Linked DNA regions of Mus musculus: region 1 is linked to region 2. A link is a contact called in public Hi-C data. All regions are on one chromosome and are shown on one strand. Each heading gives the region's core, a stretch centred on a gene start, on an enhancer-like site or on the middle of the called end of the contact. The rest is flanking DNA. Distances are from core to core; before and after follow the strand shown.

Region 1 (3,905 bases), core at 335-2,834, 440 kb after region 2:
TGGTATCATATATGGGCTTTTGAATATATTTCTTAATTACTCATCTTTAATATTTTATGCTCTTTTATATGCTTAGCCCCCAAAGGATATTTTATATGTTTTGAAACAATTTGGTATTCAACATTAGATATAGGATCCTCAGTCATGGATAGTATTAAGTATTCATTAATAGTATTTTTAGGGTTTGAAGGGATATGAGTATAAAAGTTGAGCAATTTTTATGAATTATTTTATTCTCAAAATAATCAATATTATTAATATGTTTGATGTATAAAATGTATTTAAATAAGAAAAAATAAAAATACAGTATAAAAATTGAAAAAAAAGAAAAGAAAATATGAAACCATATGATCTCAGAAGAACTTGCAGTGACAGGAGTGGATGCACATTCTTTTGTCTGACTTCATGTGACAGCTTTTTCATGGACACTCATCTGTGGGTGTGTTATCTGGTAAAGCTCTCATCTGTGCCTGACATGTAAGGATTCCTATTTTGGATCTTAAGTATTACTTCCATTCTCCGTTGACCTTTGAAATAACTCCCTGAACTTGGCTTACATTTCTGTGCTTCACCAAAGAGTAAGCCTAGACTCCCTGAGTTCAGCTTCCAGGGCACTGATCTGGGCTCCAGTTTAAATGCAGATTGACCAAGCTTCACAGCCACGCTCTGGCAAACATTGGATGGAGGTCGGGGACGCTTTTGCGAAAAGGATTGAAGTCCCTGAAGGGGACAGGAACCCCATAGGAAGACCCACAGAGACGACTAACCTAGACCCCTGGGAGCTCTCAGAGACTGAGTCACCAATCAAAGAACACTCATAGGCTGAAACAAGGACCCAGCATGTACAGAGCAGACGTTCAGCCCAGTCTCCATGCGAGCCCCACAACTGGAGCAGAGGCTCTCCCTAAAGCTGTAGCCTGACTGTGGTATCGGTTCACCAACAGGGCTGCCTTGTCTGGCCTCAGTGGGAGAGGATGTGCCTAATCTGGCAGAGACTTGATGTTCCAGGGTTGGTGGAGATACAGGGACAGGGAGAACCCTCTCAGGGGAGAAGGGGAGGTGAAAGGGGGAGAGTCTCTGTGAGGAGGAACAAGAAGAGGGGCAGCATTTGGGATGTAAATAAATAAAATTTTAAACAAGAAGCTATTGTCATATATCCTAAGCTTTCAGTTTAATACTTTTGTGGGGCTTCTGGGTGAACGAGTGGGTCTCTGATTCTTGGGCCTGCTTTGGGACTCTTATTTTTCTGTTGGCTTGGCTTGTCCAACTTCAATATGATGGTTTTGTTTTATCTTCTTATATTTTATTTTGTTGTTACCTCTTAGAAACCCATTCTTTTCTGATGAGAGACAGAAAGGGAAAGGGTGTGGGCGGGAGAGGAAGTGAGGAGAAGCTGGCAGTGGTTGAGGGAGGAGAAAGGATATTCAGATTCTACTGCATGGGAAACAAATCTGTGTTTCGTAAAAGGGGAACATTCATATGTTGCCATTCTAACTTTCAAGGTGACAATACTAGGAAGTGGAACTGTGCTTTGCTATGGTAATCATACCTGACAGAGACAGAAGAGGAAAGGCTAATTTCGGTCATGGTTTCAGAAGTTCATCATTTCTTGGCCCCAGATGCTTGAGCAGAACATTATGCATCGAGATTGGTGAAACCGACTCAGCCACATCATGGTTGACTAGGCAGCAGAGAGAGAGTGGGATCAGAGCCAGAGGTTGGTTATCATCTTCCAAGGCCCACCCCCAGTGAGTTAATTCTGCCAATCAGGATCCACATCCTACAGGTGTTTCACATTCTCCTAAATAGAGCAACTAGCTGGGGGATAAGCAAATCCCCGGGCTGTGGAGGATACTGAAGATACACACTTAGCCAGGATACTACAGAGACCCTTAGAGAATGGAGAAGGAGCTTTCATCAATGAAATTAATACTCTTAGCAAAGAGGCACAAGAGTGAACTTTCATCTTTCTACCCTCTGAGAATGACACAGCAAGAAAGTGCTACCCAGGAACCAGGACATGGGGTCTCAGCAGACTCAAAACCTGTCCAATCCCTAGAGCTGTGGAGGGAAAATGTATTTTAGAAGCCACTAAGGCTGTGGTATTTTATTATTAAATCCAAGCTAACACAAGTACTTTTATGAGGACAAACTAGTATTATTCTGAGTATTTCTCTCACCATTTCATACAGAATTGCAAGCTATTTCAAACTCTCAGATATACTATAAAAAGTGGCATCTTTTGAGAGTTTTTACATTAACTTTTGCATGTAAAATCTTGGTAGACGGTCACTTCTATTAGGGACCACACCATCCATGTGGCATTGTCTTCTTCTAAGAACATAGTATATGCTGATGGGTACGTCTCTGAAGCCACTGGAGCACACTACAGAAAATCCAGGCAACCTCTTGCTGTGATACTGTAACGAGCCTTGCTAAAAAGAAGCCAAAATTTGTAGGGCAGTCTTGCCAGTGTGTGTGTGTGTATACATATACAACATATACATATACATATACATCATATACATATACATCATATACATATACATATACATATACATCATATACATATACATATACATATACATATACATCATATACATATACATATACATATACATCATATACATATACATATACATATACATATACATATACATATACATACAGGAGGAAAAATTAGAATCAGGACTTCTTTGCTCTGCTTTTGTTTTTTCTACTAAGAAACTCTCTGGTATCTGAAGGTAAGTTATGCCTATAAACCACTGATCCAAACATCCAAATCTGGACCCTGAAGTTTGACTGAGCCACTACTGTTAGATACCCCAGCTGTTAACTACACAGGCTACGAAGAGAGCGATCTCAAAATGGCTCATCAAGTGACTTATAAATATTAGTTATGCAAGAAGGAGTAGTTTGTGAGTTTTTCCTATTATGATGCTAAATCTACTCTCTTTATTAAATACTAGTACCTTCATTTTTCTTTATTTAGTTTTTAACCATATTCCAGTCACACATCAGGATAGAGGTATGCATGTTAGTGTTGGTAGATGAAGGCTCACTAATATTTTCTCTGGCATAGAGAGGATTTATATAAGGCTATAAAAGTGAGTTTGAAAATATTTAACTAAAATATACTATTACACATTATTTTACCAAGGAAATAGTTTTAAAAAGCAAAAGTGTTTGAACTAAGTCCTTCATTTTATCATCTCATTTAAACTGGTAGTTTAAATTCTACAAACACATCTATAAACACCAGCTTGGAATCATGGGTCTTGAGTCAGAAGCATCTTGATGAATGCAAAACTATAGACACAAGCAAAGCAATTCCTAAACACATTAAGACATAGGTAACCCCAAACAGTCAGCCAAGTGGCTTAAAATAGTGATAACATGAGAAACATCACCTTGGTTCTATATAGTTGGGCACCATTGTGATTTTTAAGGCTTTAGATTTTGCTGCTAATAAAAACTGTAAATGGATTTCCCTTGCCACCAATCACTTCAGCTCAGATCCACTTCTCCAACAAACATAATTATAAGTATAATCGCATGATTTACAAGGTAGGCTGTCATCAACCTAGAATACAGATGATGCAAACATCTTTTCATAATAGGATGTGACACGCCCATGGCCAGCCACACTAGACAGTCTTTGTCCCATCTAATCTCGTCTAGGGAGCAGACATGCTAGGAAAATGGGTGCTCTCTTCGAGAACACTGTCAGGCTGGTGTTAGATCAAGAAATAATATTCATTTGGAGAAACAAGTGCAACCGGTTGGAAGTTGGTTGGTATTTTGAGGCAGTAGTTTGGTATTAGTTGAAGGTTTGAAGCCACAGTGGGCTATTTGAAAAACAGATATTTAACTTCAGAAACAGAGCAAATGATCCTTCTAGTGTC
Region 2 (4,024 bases), core at 1,239-3,738:
AGACTTTATTCTAACTTATAGAAAAAAAAAGAGTTTGTTGGGACTTACAGTTCAGAGGGTGAGTATAGGGGGAGGAGCTGATAGTAAAATCTGAATCCTTAATTGGTTCTTGATTTGATTAATAATGAAGGTAGAAGCCAATTGCTGGACAAAGGGTAAAGATATGCCTTCCAGGTCCCAAGAGTTAAAAAAAAAAGGTGGGGGCGGGGGGGACCCAAGGTAAAAGAGAGGGCTTTTGAAGCCATGCACTGAAAGGAAAAGAAAGCAGCAGTCATGTTAGGCCTCAGGGGCACCTAGGGCCTTAAGCCTCCAACGTGGGTGGGGTCTGAGGGGGTTGGCAGGAGCCAGCTGATAACTGATAAGATTAGGTCAGGAGATTCAGGGCCCAGCAATTGTGCTAGTAGACAAATTCTAAAACAATAAGGCTAAGTATGTGTGTTTTATCCTCAGATTCAAAGGTCTCTGGTGGGGCTGGTAACATAGCTCCCCGGAAAAGGCAGTAGCTGGTGGTTTGGCAAAGATAGCCACCTGGTGCAAAAGAGAAGCCAAAGGAAGCCTGTGGGACATGGACAACAGCTCCTGCCTTTTCCGGGTTGGGGGATGATTGTGATTGCATTGGAACAAAGGGAGCTGGAACGGGTCAGAGTGAAGGCCAAGCTCCCAGGAAAGGCAGAAGTGTGGTTTTAAAATTACACATAACAGGTGAGTCCATGACTATCATGGCAGTGAGCATGGCAGCAGGCAGGCAGGCATGGTGCCCAAATAGTAACTGAGAGCTCACACCTTGAGATACAACCATGAAATAGAGAGAGCTAGCTGAAAATGGTATGGACTTTTGAAACCTCAAAGACCTTCCCAGTAATGCATCTCCTCAAACAAGAGCACACCTCCTAATCCTTCCCAAACAGTTCCTCAAACCGGGGAATAAGCATTCAAACATATGAGCCAATGAGGGGAATTCTCTTTCAAACAATCACAATATTTACCTCATTAGTGTACTTTTATCTATTTCAGTATACTTTCATATTTTAACTTTAATGACAAAACTAAATATATGTACCTTATAATTTTAAAAATATTTTTATTATTTCTTTGATGATTTCACACATTATAGTTTGATTCTATTCATCAACCTCCACAGTCCCTTCCAGGTTCACTCTGCAGTTCACAGTGACTCAACTTTTTGTCATTTTTCTTAAATGTATCCAGTCCACTGGTGTTGACTATATACTCTTAAGAGTATGGCCATCCAGTGATGCAAGACCTAGTGGAGGCCACACCGTTAGAGAAAACTTATGCTCCCTTTTGCAGAAGCTGTCAATTATCAATAGCTCCTTAGCTCTAGGGATGAGATGTTGTGCCTCCCTCTCCACTCCATGTTGGAACTTTGTCTTTTGTAACTGCTGTGAGTTCATATGTGCAACTTCCCTGTTGTGTTAAAACAAAACAAAACAAAACAAAACAAAACAAAAAAAAACAAAACAAAACTGTAGGTCACCACCACTGGCTCTTATAGTCTTCTACCCCATCTCCTGAGGTGATTCATGAGCCTCGAGAAAAGGATGGGCTAATACATGTGGGGTGAGTGCTCTGTGGCTTCATGAGGAGTTGTGGGTCTCTATGTTTATTTTTAAAGATTTATCTATTTCATCTATATGAGTACACTGTCACTGTCTTCAAACACCAGAAGAGGGCATCAGCTCTCATTACAGATCATTGTGAACCACCATGTGTGGTTGCTGGGAATTGAACTCAGGACCTCTTGAAGAACATCGCTCTTAACCACTGAGCCACCTCTCTGCCTGTGGGTCTCTATGTTAATCACCATCTACTACAAAACAAAGCTTCTCTGTTGAGGGTTGAGAGATGCACTAATGTATACAGATAATTATAATAAGAAGTCTTTAGGGTAGGTTTAATGCTGTCTCATTAGCAGACTCCTAGTAGTTTATGACCATCACAGTAGGACGCATGATGGTAGGTAGGTGGGCATGCCTCCTAATCCTTCTTAAACTGTTTCATCAACTACAGACAAAACATTTAAACATTTGAGCCCATAACACCATTCTCACCAAACCATCACAAGAAGAAGAGTCAGTGGTGGCCTTTTTTCAGGATCTGAGTTACACAGGGCTCCCTCTCTTGAACTTTGCCCTTGGTGTCTATAGAATCAAGACAATCTTATCTTCCTGAGACATGGCCTGTGGCTCAGACCACATTCGCATCAATTGCCTAGTTGAGCAGATATCAAATCTTGCAAGTGTTGATAGATGATGCCTTCTCTCCTCGCCTCATGGTAAACCAACTGTGGGAACAGTATGTTTTTCTCAGGAGACAGTATTTGAGAGGTGCTGATTTTTAAACCTCAAATCCAGGTAACCAACTGCAGGATTTAGGGATGGTTGTAGGACAACTTGACAGGGTGGTCTGAAAGGTGTGCAGAAAGATGAATCGGGGTGGGGGGGGCAGGGAAATGAGAAGTAACTGGGGAGCAGTCTGCACAGATGTGCAAGTTTAGTGTCTCTCACAGGACATAGATAAAGGCAGAGTTCACATGATCTGAGGGTAGTTTTCAGCCCACAAGTCTCCCAAGTGAGGGCACTGAAGAGTGGACTAACTTGAACCAGACAAAACTAACTCCAAATTCCAGCAAAACAACTTAGCCAAGTGTTGCCACAGCTAGAGAGAGAGAGTATCTATAACAAAGTTAGTGAGGTCTAAAACTTAACAGGCAGCTGAAAGGATTCTAAAATAATGAAGAAAGCTGGAAACTCAGGGTTATGCTATGGGGGTTATTCGGGTTAGCTGTCACAGATAATTGTGACAGGGAGGGGGAGGGGAGAGGAGAGAGGGAAATAGAGAGAGAGAAAAAGAGAGAGATCCTCTGATGAGACCAAAAATGTCTTAAAAATGTAATGTTAGAATCCAGCCTCTGCTTAGGCCAAGCTGACTGCAGCAGGTACCAAACTGAGAGGGGTATTTGTAAATCTCTAGCTTCCTGGTTCTGGAATGTCTGTCCTGAGAAACGAGTTAACAATAAAGGGATCGAGGTACCATACCGTGCTCCCCACTCCTTTCCTTGCCTCCTGCCTAGGGATCAGAGGGTCTGGCTACAGGCTGTTGTTGTGAACTTCAGTTCTGCCGAATGTGCTCGGATTTCTGTCTTCAGAGACACTGACAGCTCTAGTGCTGGACCTGAACTCCTCTTGGAGCACCTGGCTTGTTTGTGTCTTTGGCATTAATGACTTCCATTAAACTCCTTACTCCCAGTGATCCGTTTCAGTGTCCTTCCTGAAGCCCTGTCCTACAGAAAGCCTCACTGTAGGAAACCTTCTGTTCATTTCTAACAGGATGTGCAGAGGGCCCCATAAGGTAAGAGGAAGAACGCACACCACATTTTGCTGTGGGACAACATGCCAGCTGCAGAAGTCCTCATTGTGTCCTCTGAGACCTGATATCTCCCCAGTGACTTTGGAACTGGTCACCAAAGTGACCGCTTTCCTGGCCACATCTAAGCCGAACAGCCTCCTGTTCTCAGAAAACACTTAGGAACTCCTACGAACTCCTTGGCAGGGAGGCTCCATAGCATTTCTGTGATGAATTCTCCCACATTGAGCAAAGAAGGAAGATGCCCTTCTTAAGATTACAAAGGCAGACGCTCTTAAAAAACAGAACCAAAAAATAAAAATAAAAATTGAAATGAAATAAAAGTTAACACCTTTCAATTGATAGCCAGTTCAATATTGTCAGTAAAGAAAGACATTAAAATACATATTTCCATGTCTATACTGAGAGGGGACTAGCTAAGAAGAGCGATAAATGTTCTAGAAATTTTTTTTAATTTTTTAATCCTGTGTGAAATAATGTAGGTGTTTGCTCTCTTCCACCTCTTCACCTCTCCCCATCCTTACGCTTCCTCTGTTCCTCATGGTGTCCCCCTCTGGACTGTTCACCCCCATGACCCCTGTGTCCTTCGATACATTTCATCTTCATTCACACCTAACATCACTTTATGCTGGTCTCC

What was found. Hi-C and Micro-C count contacts between places; a contact is called where the count stands out from the background.
Region 1: a Hi-C map of the 63-12 cell line shows a contact between it and region 2, with 5 times the contacts expected there. The contact joins two enhancer-like sites. A contact is called at or near these places in 4 of 39 promoter capture datasets (the 3T3-L1 cell line, embryonic stem cells, hippocampal neurons and 1 more), 58 of 484 Hi-C or Micro-C datasets (the 63-12 cell line, the AML12 cell line, B cells and 35 more) and 2 of 115 datasets of contacts at active chromatin or transcription factors (the HPC-7 cell line and bone marrow-derived dendritic cells).

The regions. Positions count from the first base shown.
Region 1 is chr10:19,667,602-19,671,506 of GRCm38.p6, forward strand. It overlaps Gm33332 (a long non-coding RNA gene), which reads right to left. Exons shown (of 4, transcript XR_380146.2): 2 at 1,550-1,681. Among named protein-coding and RNA genes, the nearest start is that of Il20ra, 43 kb to the right of the region's middle. Within about 2 kb of position 1,585, at least 16 of the 459 cell types and tissues checked have an H3K27ac peak or open chromatin away from gene starts, as enhancers often do. A contact at or near this core is called in the 63-12 cell line, where this site is marked.
Region 2 is chr10:19,229,548-19,233,571 of GRCm38.p6, forward strand. No RefSeq gene overlaps it. Among named protein-coding and RNA genes, the nearest start is that of Gm40607, 12 kb to the right of the region's middle. Within about 2 kb of position 2,489, at least 8 of the 459 cell types and tissues checked have an H3K27ac peak or open chromatin away from gene starts, as enhancers often do. A contact at or near this core is called in the 63-12 cell line, where this site is marked.